2 separate regions of the Rattus norvegicus genome follow, and region 1 is linked to region 2. Evidence: chromatin contacts called from public Hi-C data. All regions are on one chromosome and are shown on one strand. The core of a region is the stretch at or near the end of the contact, and the rest is flanking DNA. Distances in the headings are between cores, read along the strand shown.

What was found. Hi-C and Micro-C count contacts between places; a contact is called where the count stands out from the background.
Region 1: a contact with region 2 is called in a Hi-C map of prefrontal cortex, with 4 times the contacts expected there. The contact joins two enhancer-like sites. A contact is called at or near these places in 2 of 12 Hi-C or Micro-C datasets (frontal cortex and prefrontal cortex).

Annotation. Positions count from the first base shown.
Region 1 is chr7:126,048,606-126,053,790 of GRCr8, reverse strand. It overlaps LOC102552608 (a long non-coding RNA gene), which reads right to left. Exons shown (of 5, transcript XR_005487330.2): 3 at 5,067-5,134. It overlaps LOC134479775 (a long non-coding RNA gene), which reads left to right and starts at 5,046. Exons shown (of 4, transcript XR_010053501.1): 1 at 5,046-5,185. Within about 2 kb of position 1,755, at least 3 of the 93 cell types and tissues checked have an H3K27ac peak or open chromatin away from gene starts, as enhancers often do. A contact at or near this core is called in prefrontal cortex, where this site is marked.
Region 2 is chr7:125,712,484-125,717,616 of GRCr8, reverse strand. The region is part of intron 1 of Pdzrn4 (PDZ domain containing RING finger 4); the gene reads right to left. Among named protein-coding and RNA genes, the nearest start is that of Pdzrn4, 19 kb to the right of the region's middle. Within about 2 kb of position 1,891, at least 5 of the 93 cell types and tissues checked have an H3K27ac peak or open chromatin away from gene starts, as enhancers often do. A contact at or near this core is called in prefrontal cortex, where this site is marked.

The sequences.
Region 1 (5,185 bases), core at 506-3,005, 340 kb before region 2:
CCCCCTCAGGGAAAATAATTCCCTCTTGAAAACCAATAAATAGACAAATTACAAGGCCCCCTTTTTTCTGACCTATAAATTAACTTTAATGACTTCAAATTAACACAAGATTTACTCACTCTCTCTTCTATGTCAAATATTCAGTTTTTTAAAAAATGTTTTTATTTATTTTATGTATATGAGTACCTTGCACCAGAAGAGGGCATTGGATCCCCTTACAGATGGTTGTGAGCCACTATGTAGTTGCTGGAGATTGAACTCAAGACCTCTGGTAGAGCAGTCAGTGCTCTTAACGGCTGAGCCATCTCTTCAGCCCTAAATATATAGTTTTTAGTACCGACTAAGAAGGACCTCATGGAGATATGTGTCTTCCTGCTTGAACTCTATTGAGACATCTTGGTGCTTACTGTGTACCTGCAGTTACCCTGGGTGGTTAAGTACATATCCACTGTCACCTTCCTCAGTGACTCTATAGCAGTGGTTCTCAGCAACCCTTTAGTACAGTTCTTCATGTTGTGGTGACGCCCCCCCCCCAACCATAAAATTATTTCATTGCTACATTATAACTGTAATTTTGCCACTGTTACAAGTTATAATGTAGATATCTGGTATGCAACCACCAAAGGGGTTTTGAACCCACAGGTTGAGAGCTCCTGCTCTATACAGATGGTGGTCAGGAATACAAAGGGCCAAAGGGACCTGATGTATTTCCCACATCATGATTGATCTAGAATCCTTATCAGTGTTGCTATTAAGACTATATTGGGCATTCTTCTATCTTGGATTTCTTTAGGTGCCTGTGATCTCCCTGGCATTGATGGCACTGGGCTCTCAGAGAGACATAAGCTTCATTCCATGGCTGACCACCCAGCAGGGTGGGAACTCTGAGATTACATCTGCTTGTCTGATTGGCAGTGGGGACTTTACAAGAAGGGAGAAGGAGAAGCTGCTTGGTGGGCCGTGAGAGAAGGGGGATTTGTGATCTTTTGTGTGTCTCTTCTGGGCCTTATGAGGGAAAGTCGCTGTACTGTGTTTGGGGGATTTGAACTTGAAAAGGTCAGAGATCAACTGGCAGACAAGCTAGCTTCCATTATGTGTGCCTGTTCCTGCAAAGTCGCTCCTGAATCACCCTTGAGTGGATCCTGGAGGGTTCTTGTGAAAGGTGGCTTTGAGGATTTACTTCTGGGTGTGTCTAGACTTTACCAACCTCACAGTCACATGCGTTATTGAAAGCAGGGGGTTCTCTGTGGAGATGCTGAGTATGGTACAGTGAGAGAAAACTGGCTCCCCAGTCACAGCAAATCTGGAAAGGATAAGGTATATGGGCCTCTGAGAGAAGGAAAGAAATACAGGGATTAGAGCTCCCCTTTAATAGTGGAAAGAAATGAAACCTTGATGATCTAATGCTTGAACCATGAAAGATCAGTGTGTTCTGAATGAACTGGTTTGCAGAACTGTAACATACATGCGTCTGAGTGACTTGAAGTGACTAAATTTGTCATAATCTTTAGGAGTGGTTGTGGGGGTCGGTGGAGGTACATTGGAGGATTCCCTGGAATGGCACTGCTGAGCTAAATGATGGGTCTCTGTGGAACTTTATAAAAACTGTCCAGATGGCTTTCGGAGCCGGCTGCGCTCCTCCTGGCTTTGAAGCACAGTGACGCTGATTAAAAGACAGACTGGAGTATATCTGCCCACCCACGATCACTTCTGAGGAAAGACTTCCAGATTTGGAATTTAGTAAGAGCGAAAATCAGCAGACAAGCGTTTCTATGTTTGGCAATTTAAAGAGATGTTAGAACGATAGCTGCGGATGAGAGGTTTTCTGTAGGACATTGTGTATGGAATGTTTCCAGACAGTTACTGACGGCTGGGCTCACAGCCCAGTAGCAGCCAAATGAAACTAAAGGAAAACTCCATAGCATATGCACTCCAGCCGGCTGCCACACTTACTGGTTGTGGTTGTATTAGTCACTTTTCTGCTAATGTGATGAAATACCATGACCGAAGGTAACTTATAGAAGAAAGAGTTTATTTAGCTTATGGTTCTTGGGGCTAGAGTCCAGGCATGCAGGATCAGGGGTGGGGGCAGGGGCAGGGCAGGGGCAGGACAGGAGCAGGAAACTGGTTGGTCACATTTTCATTCACACACAGGATACAGAAAAAGATAGTGGGAAGCAGGTTAAGTGTCCAAACCCAAGAGGCCTATCCCCATAACCTTCCCAAACAGGACCACCAAATGGGAACCAAGTTTTAGATACATAAGCTTATGAGAGACAGTTCTCACTCAAACCACAAGGTGACAAACACCGGGGAGTAACTTTTATTAACAGTGGCACTCACTTTTTTTTGCCAATTTAGACACTGAATCCATTGAATTTTATTTGCATCCCTCTGTCATTCATATTCATATATATATACCTATAGGTATATATATACATATAGGTATATATATATATATATATATATATATATATATATATATATATATATATATATATATCCTGATTTCTCTCTCTGAGCACCCTGTGACATTTCTGTGTGGTTTTGAAGAGTCCTAATGTCATAGAGAAAAAAAACGAGTCACGGTTTGCTAAGAGTAGGTAGACTGGTGCTGCAGAGCTGCAGTTCGGGCTCTGCCTCAGGAGGACACTCGAATAAACCCAGAGTTCAATGCTGCAGTGTAGGGTTTGCAACGGGAGGGAACTCAGAACAACCTTGAGTTCGGCAAGGAGAAGGGAGGGCTTGTAGTCAAGAGGGAGGGAACGAGATTTACTGGGTGGGAACATCAGGGCAGAAGGAAGACTGTGCCTAAACTGACTTGACAGGATCCTTGTTGAAGAGCTGTGCAATAAGGTGCTGGCAGTGGTCCTGAAGTGCTTGGTGATGCATTCTAAGTAGGAGAGCTCTGCTGAGGTGTCTGACCAGGATTCTTCTAGCAGCTCCACAGAGCCAAGGTTACTCTCTAGAGGAGGAGAGGGCCCTGAGGGTCTGTTGGCAAAGCACCTTGCCTGATGATCTGATTGTTTCCAGGGACCCACAGAGTAGAAGAACTGACTCCTACGAGAGTCTCTGACCTCCCCCATGTGTACCATAGTTTGTGACACCTTGATTGGACTCCCCTTCTTCTCCCCAGAAATAAAACACAATGAAAAAAAATCATGAAAAGGTAAAAATTGTTATGGAATTGTAAGTAATTTGAATCTGAAAGATGGAGTGCTACTTAGGATTTCAGGAATTTTTCATCCTCGATTCTTTCTTTCTCAGAAAATAAGTTTTGATTTTTGTATTGCATTGATCTTGTATAAACCCTGTTTCTAAACTGAGCTAATGGAGAGGCAGTTTTTTGAGGAGGGGGTGTGAGGGTCTCTGTGTGCTCTTCTCTTGAGAACGAGTATGAACGATGTTCAGAGCAAGGCCAGGTTGGTACCCATGGCCCTGCGCCTGTTGCGCAGTGTGAACTGTGAGGGATGATGGATTTGGGGCGGGTAGGCTCTCAATTATTCTGGCCGCCGTGACGGTGGTTTGTCTAATTTTCTGCATCGTGTGGCAGTGGCACCTGCATGGTCTCTGATCCTCTGGTTCTGTTTCTGAAGATGGATTCATTTACTTAACATCTACTGGGGATGGACATGTCACAGTGCCTGAAGGGACAGCCACCCGGTGGGGTTCCAACGGCACAGCTGTGGGCAGATGTCCTTCTTTCAAGGTTCTGTTTCCACACCCAATGAGGCACCGGTGAGGTACAGTCACACCACATAAGAGTTCCAGTGGCTACGTGACACTTTTAGGAGGACAACCAACCTATTTCCCACTGCACAGTACTGTCTGATAGCAGCAGTGTGTGATGGACCCAATGCTGGTTTGTTGTTGTTAAACAGTTTTTCACTCATTCTTTGAGAATTTCGCACAATGTGTTTCAATTAAATTCACTCTCCACCAACTCATTCCAGTTCCACATTCCCTCCTGTCTTACTTGGGGTTTTACTGCTGTCTGTGAGCAGACACCACAACCAAGGCAACTCTTATAAGGACAACATTTCATGGGGACTGGCTTATAGAGGTTCAGTCCATTTTCATCAAGGCAGGAACATGGCAGCATCCAGGCAGGCATGGTGCAGGCAGAGCTGAGGGTCTACATCTTCATCTGAAGTCTGCTAGTGGAAGACTGGCTTCCAGGCAGCTAGGGTGAGGGTCTTAAAGCCCATACCCACAGTGACGCACCCACTCCAACAAGGCCTCACCTTCTCCAACAAGGCCACACCTTCTCCAACAAGGCCACACCCACTCCAACAAGGCCACACCCACTCCAATAGGGCTGCACCTTCACATGCTGCTCCCTGGGATGAGCATATACAAACCATTACACCTTCCACACCCATCCAACATTCATCAGTGTTTTCCCCATCTAGTAGAATTTGTGCTGCTCATATATATGCTCTTAGATGTATATCCTTCTATTGAATCATAGTGGTCAACTTACCAGGGCCTACATCAGTGGTTCTCCACTGCTCTAATGCTGTGACCCTTTAACCCAGTTTCTCATGATGTGGTGATCCCCCCCCCAACCATAAAATTATTTTCATTGCTACATCATAACTGTAATTTTTCTACTGTTATGAACCATCATGTAAATATCTGTGCTCTCTCATGGTCTTGGGTGACTCCTGTAAAAGGGTAGTTGGACCTGCAAGGGGTTGTGACCCACAGGTTGAAAAACACTGTCCTACACTCTCAGAGAATGCAGACTTCCCTTCTCCCAGTAACTGTCAAGCACCAATAACTCCCTGGCTAGGGGTAAGGCTTTGTGTCTACCTCTTCTCTCCATGTTGGGATTTGGTCTGGCTTGATCTTGCCCATACCTTGTAACTGCTGTGACAGTGACGGGATTCAATTATGTAGCTACCCCATTGGGATATTGGTCACTGTTTCCGTGTTTTCCCTGCCCCTCTGGCACTTATAGTCTTTCTGCCCCCCTCGCCTCCAATGTTTATTGAACCTTGGGTGGAGGGAATGGGATACAGTTGCCCCATGGATGGCTCAGCCATCCGCAGTCTTTTCTGTACCTTGGCCAATAGTGGGTCTCCGTGTCAATCCTCAGCTCCAACAAATGGAAGTCGGGAGGTGCGTGCATCTGTGCATAGAGCGAGAACTCACATTAGAAGTCAGTTTAATAGTTTGCCCG
Region 2 (5,133 bases), core at 642-3,141:
GACCATCACATCTCCCTGAACCGATCCATTAGATAGATGAATAACTATGTAGCTTAACACTGCTCTGTTTTCTCCTTTCTCTTCATAAAGAATAGTATACCATGATGGACATAGGATGAATCAATCTCTCTCTCAACACATACACATACACACTCAAACTCACACATTGTCTACAACTTATATGTTACACAATTTGTGTTAGTAAGTACTTTTATGAGGTTATTAGTGACGTATTACTTGCTCAATACTTCAAAATATGTCAGAATTTAAATTCAGACGCTAGAGAGATGGCTCAATGATTAAGGGCAATGATAGCTCCTTCCGAGGACCTTGGTTCAATTCCTAGTACCCGAATGATGGCTCATAAGTATCTGTAACTCCGGGTTTTCTCTGGCCTCCCTGGTCACTGCACACATGTGTTGCACAAACATCCATGTGGGCAAGATACTCACACAAACCAAGAATAAAAAATTTAAAAAAATAAACATATTGACAAAGTTGGGAAGTGCTCTAGATTGCCATCTTCCCATTGTTTTTCCAAGTATGTGGCTTTATAAGATTAGTATAGATTGATCACCTGCTCTAATTATTTTTTTTTCTGATCATAAAATACAGGTGAAGTAATCTTCACTCTAGATAAGTGGTCTTCAAGCTTCCTAATGCTTCGACCCTTTAATGCAGTTCCTCGTGTTGTGGTGGACCCCCTCCCCTACACACCATAGAATTATTTCATTGCTACTTTATAACTATATGTTTGTTAGTGTTATGAATCATAGTGCAAATGCCTGTTTTCTGAAGGTCTTAATGTGATCCCCCTTGGGGTTGTGACCCACAGATTGAAAACCTTTGCTTTGGACTTTTTGTTAAGAGTTGAATAAAGGATCCAATGCTTGGTTTAAGAACTGCTTCTCTATTGAGTTTCGTTTCCAGTACATGAAAAGCAGTGAATTAGCAAGCTTAAAAACAGTTGAATGTGTTTCCTTTCATTTTTGGGGACTTCTAATTTGAAAAGTGTGTGTGATTTGCAGCACCATAGATAGTAGCAAGTGGGTCGCTTTCCTTGTTCTTAATTCTGACTTAGATATTTGAAAACCAGGGTATTAATTGAGTCCCCCGAATAAATTCTTGTCAAGGCGGCAGCTAATTTATAAACAATGACAACAACAACAGAAAAGTCAGCAGTAAAAACATGTGCATCACGGGCTATGTTTATGATCTTCTGACAGAAAATGTATAAATAAGGAAAATTTACCACACACTCACCAGAGCCTAATGAAGCACAGCTAAGATCTCACGCACCCCATCCATCAAGCTAAGAACACCACCCATTTCCCAAGTGCGTGCAGAATAGAACTGTTTAAGTCATGCCATCTGGAACAAAGGCCATTTTTATTTTTCCTTCCCTTCAGTCAAAACAGCAAAACTGTAATTGTTCCAGAAGTTTCCATTTTTCTTAAACTAATGTTAATTTAATGGGTGACTTTCCCCAATATCTCTAAATGTAGGTGCTGCACAGCTATACTGCACTCCCCCCAATCAATCTGCTTCGTGAATTGTGGTGTTCGAACTACAGTTAATTGATGTGTGTTGCAAGGCAAAACGATTTATAGCATCTAATGAGCATTTAGAATTCAGAGTCCTGGTCATAACAGCCTTCTGGAAGGGCAGAGTCCTGTAGTGCAGACTTCTATTCATGGACGCTACTGAAAACCCTGCATCCACTCACCGTAGAATCTGATCCAGCAATAAACAGAATAAATCACGAAGGAGCAGAAATACTACGATGGCTAAGTCTGGTAGTGGCTGGCTGAAAGGTTGCCCTGTGTGAGAGGGCTGAAATACATCCCAGATTTTAGACCAAGGCATGCTTCCAACTTCTGAATGTTCATTTCTATTTCTGAAAACTGCATGACTCTGTGCGCCAAAAGAGGCATATGGAGTTTCAACAACTCTCCATGTTGCACATTTCTAACTTACATGTAAAAAAAAAAAGTCTGCGTCAGCTTGGAGCAGATGTTCAAGTCCCTTCAGAGCTTCCTTTCCAAGCCAACTCCCTGCCCCCATTCTCATTTTTCTTGCTTAGATCCTAGACTGTCTGTGAATCTGATATTTTCCTTAGCAGCCTTAGGAGTACATCCCGGAGGGTACCTTGGATACCCCACTTCATCTTCTGTAGCTTTCTAGATTACTCCAGACAATTCTGCTTTGTACCTTGAAGCTCCTTACATAATTTGAATGAAAAACAAGAACTCGGGGTGAAAAGTCATCTGCCCTCCTTTGCTCCTCAAGGAAGTACAGACTTCCAGATGAGTTCATCAGTGGACATGTGCATGCGCACACCCAAGTGAATGAACATGCACATGTGTGCTCATGCACATGGAGACCAAAGGTCAACGCTGGATATATTCTTAAGTCTTTCTCCATGTTATCTTTTGAGACAAAGTCTCTCACTAAACCTGGAGCTCATTGATTCAACCAGTCAGGTTGGCCAACAAGTTCTAGGGATCAGCCTGCATCCCCATGCCCATGGGTGGTACAGATCTGAACTTAGGTCCTCAGGCTTGTGCAGAAGGAACTTTTCTGACGAGCCCCCACTCATCCTTAACCTGTTGTTGTTGTTAGTATCATAGAGTATCTGATATTGGTTAATTAATACAGGTAAGAGGCTCACTTATCTTATAGCTTTGAAGACTTAGTCAAGGTACATCTCTCTGTTCGAATACTCCCCTTGGCTACATCAGAACAAGCCAAAGAAGCAGAGGAGGAATCAGTCAGGTGCAGAAGGGCTGCAACACTCAGTGTGGCCTTGCCCTTTGACAGCACAATCTCCTAAGAACTCCTTCTTTGATACACCTTTACAGATCACTTCTGAGGGCGGTCTGTGACATGATATACTCTATCAGGCCCATCTCATTAAGTTCCTCAACCTGTCCACACAGGAAATGAAGTTTCTAACACAATAAGCTTGGGGGGCATACTGCAGTCACTTATAAAGCACTGTGCTTCAAAATACATCATCAAGCATCTCACTTTAGAGAAATGAAAACTAGGGGGTCTTAAATGGGCCCCATGTGTTGCTGCTGGATGTTCAAAGGGCACTGGGCTAGACTGTTTCACTTGGTTCCCTGTATCTCCTCCAGTCACCGTTCTCCTTCCTTTCCAACTTAGCCATTACCTGCATTTTGTCTTCTCTGAAGAGAAGTCCCCATAGAGTCTTGCTCAGGCCTTAAGCCCCATGATCTTATCTCCATTCCTTGCATCTAAAAAAATATTCAGCAAATGTAGGTGTGTAACTGGATGGCCACTACCACGCAGTGGTTAAACTTGGGGTTACCGAAAAGTTACTGATGATTTTTAATTACTTATAAGAGCTATAACTAAAACTCATAAATTAAATTAATTTTTTTAAATTTAAAACAAATACCCTGGTTCAGGTACCATCAAAATAAGCATGGATCTTGGGTTCCTAGAAATTAGTTATAATTATATGATTCAAATGGGTAGAGAAACCCAACCCTTTACTTTCTTTGGATAAAATGGAGGAGAGGACGTGTTATTTACCACCTTGGCTTGAGCAATTCTCTGTTATTAAGTGAGGGGAAGGGGATTAAGTGTTTATTTTAGCATCCACTAGAAGGCCTGAAATAATCACATGTATACAACTTGGGAAACTGCACTTGTGGTCAGTGCTTGCCCACCCCACTTGAGAATATTGGAACAAGAGGGCACTGGAGGAAGGTGTAGTCTGTACTTGTGAGATCATTTTCCCAGAAGTCAGTTCACATATTACACAATGGTGAAGGAGGACAGCAATCAATGTCACACATTTCATGACATATTCAGATTAGCTGAGCTCCATACTTCTGGAAGAGTCTACCAGTGAGTGGGCTTTGGCCCCAATGAGAACTATAAGAAGTAAAAGAGAGAAAAACAACTTGTTCACAGGAGAATAATTAGACATGGATCCACCAAAGACCATGAGACTGTATCAGTACCATCAGATCCAAAGGGCTTCACACAGATAGAAGCTCATCTGTATTCTAAGGAAATGACTCCTCTGTGCTTGCCTGATTGGCACAAATGCCACTCTCTCTGTCCACAATGTCTTAGTCTGACTTTTCCTTTGGCTTCTATATTCAGTGTGCTAAAGAGTAATAATTGTTAATTCTCTGTTTGCTCTCCCCTCTCTCCCCACAATGTCTCACTTTGTTAATTTATTATTGACCTGGTTGATATTTAATTCCTTAATCGCCTGATGTCAGGAACTCTCCTACACATAGTGTCTTTCCTGATTTCTTTTGTCATTCTGTTAATATCAAAGGAACCACAGGGTTGAGTCATCCTAGCTGGATGATTAGGGATGGTTATCCTGTCTACCTTCAGCTGGTTTAAGTCTTTATAAAATGGGGAAATGCCCTCCTCATCCCTCTAAGATAAGAACATCCAGGAAATGTAGCATAGGGAAGAAATCTGGAAAGACTTTGCAACAGCTAAAGATACAATCATTAATTCCTTTACAAACTTTTAAAGTACCTGGGATAGAAATGAAATCAACCTGTCTACAGAAAAGAGTAGTTAGCTCCAATTTGGGTAACACGGGGAAGCTTTTGGAGAACAGAATTGTCTGGGCAAGGTGTACGTGACATTGCTCTGCGGACATTGACAACAAAACACTGAAGACTCTGGGGCAAAGAAGCTAGAAAAGCAAGATGGTGTCAGTGGGGAAAAAAGTGCTGGAAGTGTAGAAAATGGAAACCAGGTGATTGGGAATGGATGAGAAAGAGGTTTCAATAAACCAGAGGACTGGTATGAAGGAAAGGAGAGGAGATGTGAGCGAGGGAGATCGGTGAAGGAAATGTGGCTTCAACCCCTTCTGTAGAGTAGTGGGGTAGGAGAGGTGAAGGATTCAGATGGGGGAGAAGTAGGCCCCTCGTTAGAACTGCAGTGGAAAGTCAAGGAAGACAGTGCTTTTCCTTTCAAATAAAATGAGCTTAATGCATCCACAATACACATATCTTGGTACATTATACTGAATACATATGAAACAATACGAATCAACAAACAAACTTTAGGGGGACAATGCAGGGTCTTAGAGTAATGGAAATTCATGAAGATTCTCCAGGTTAGTGTGCA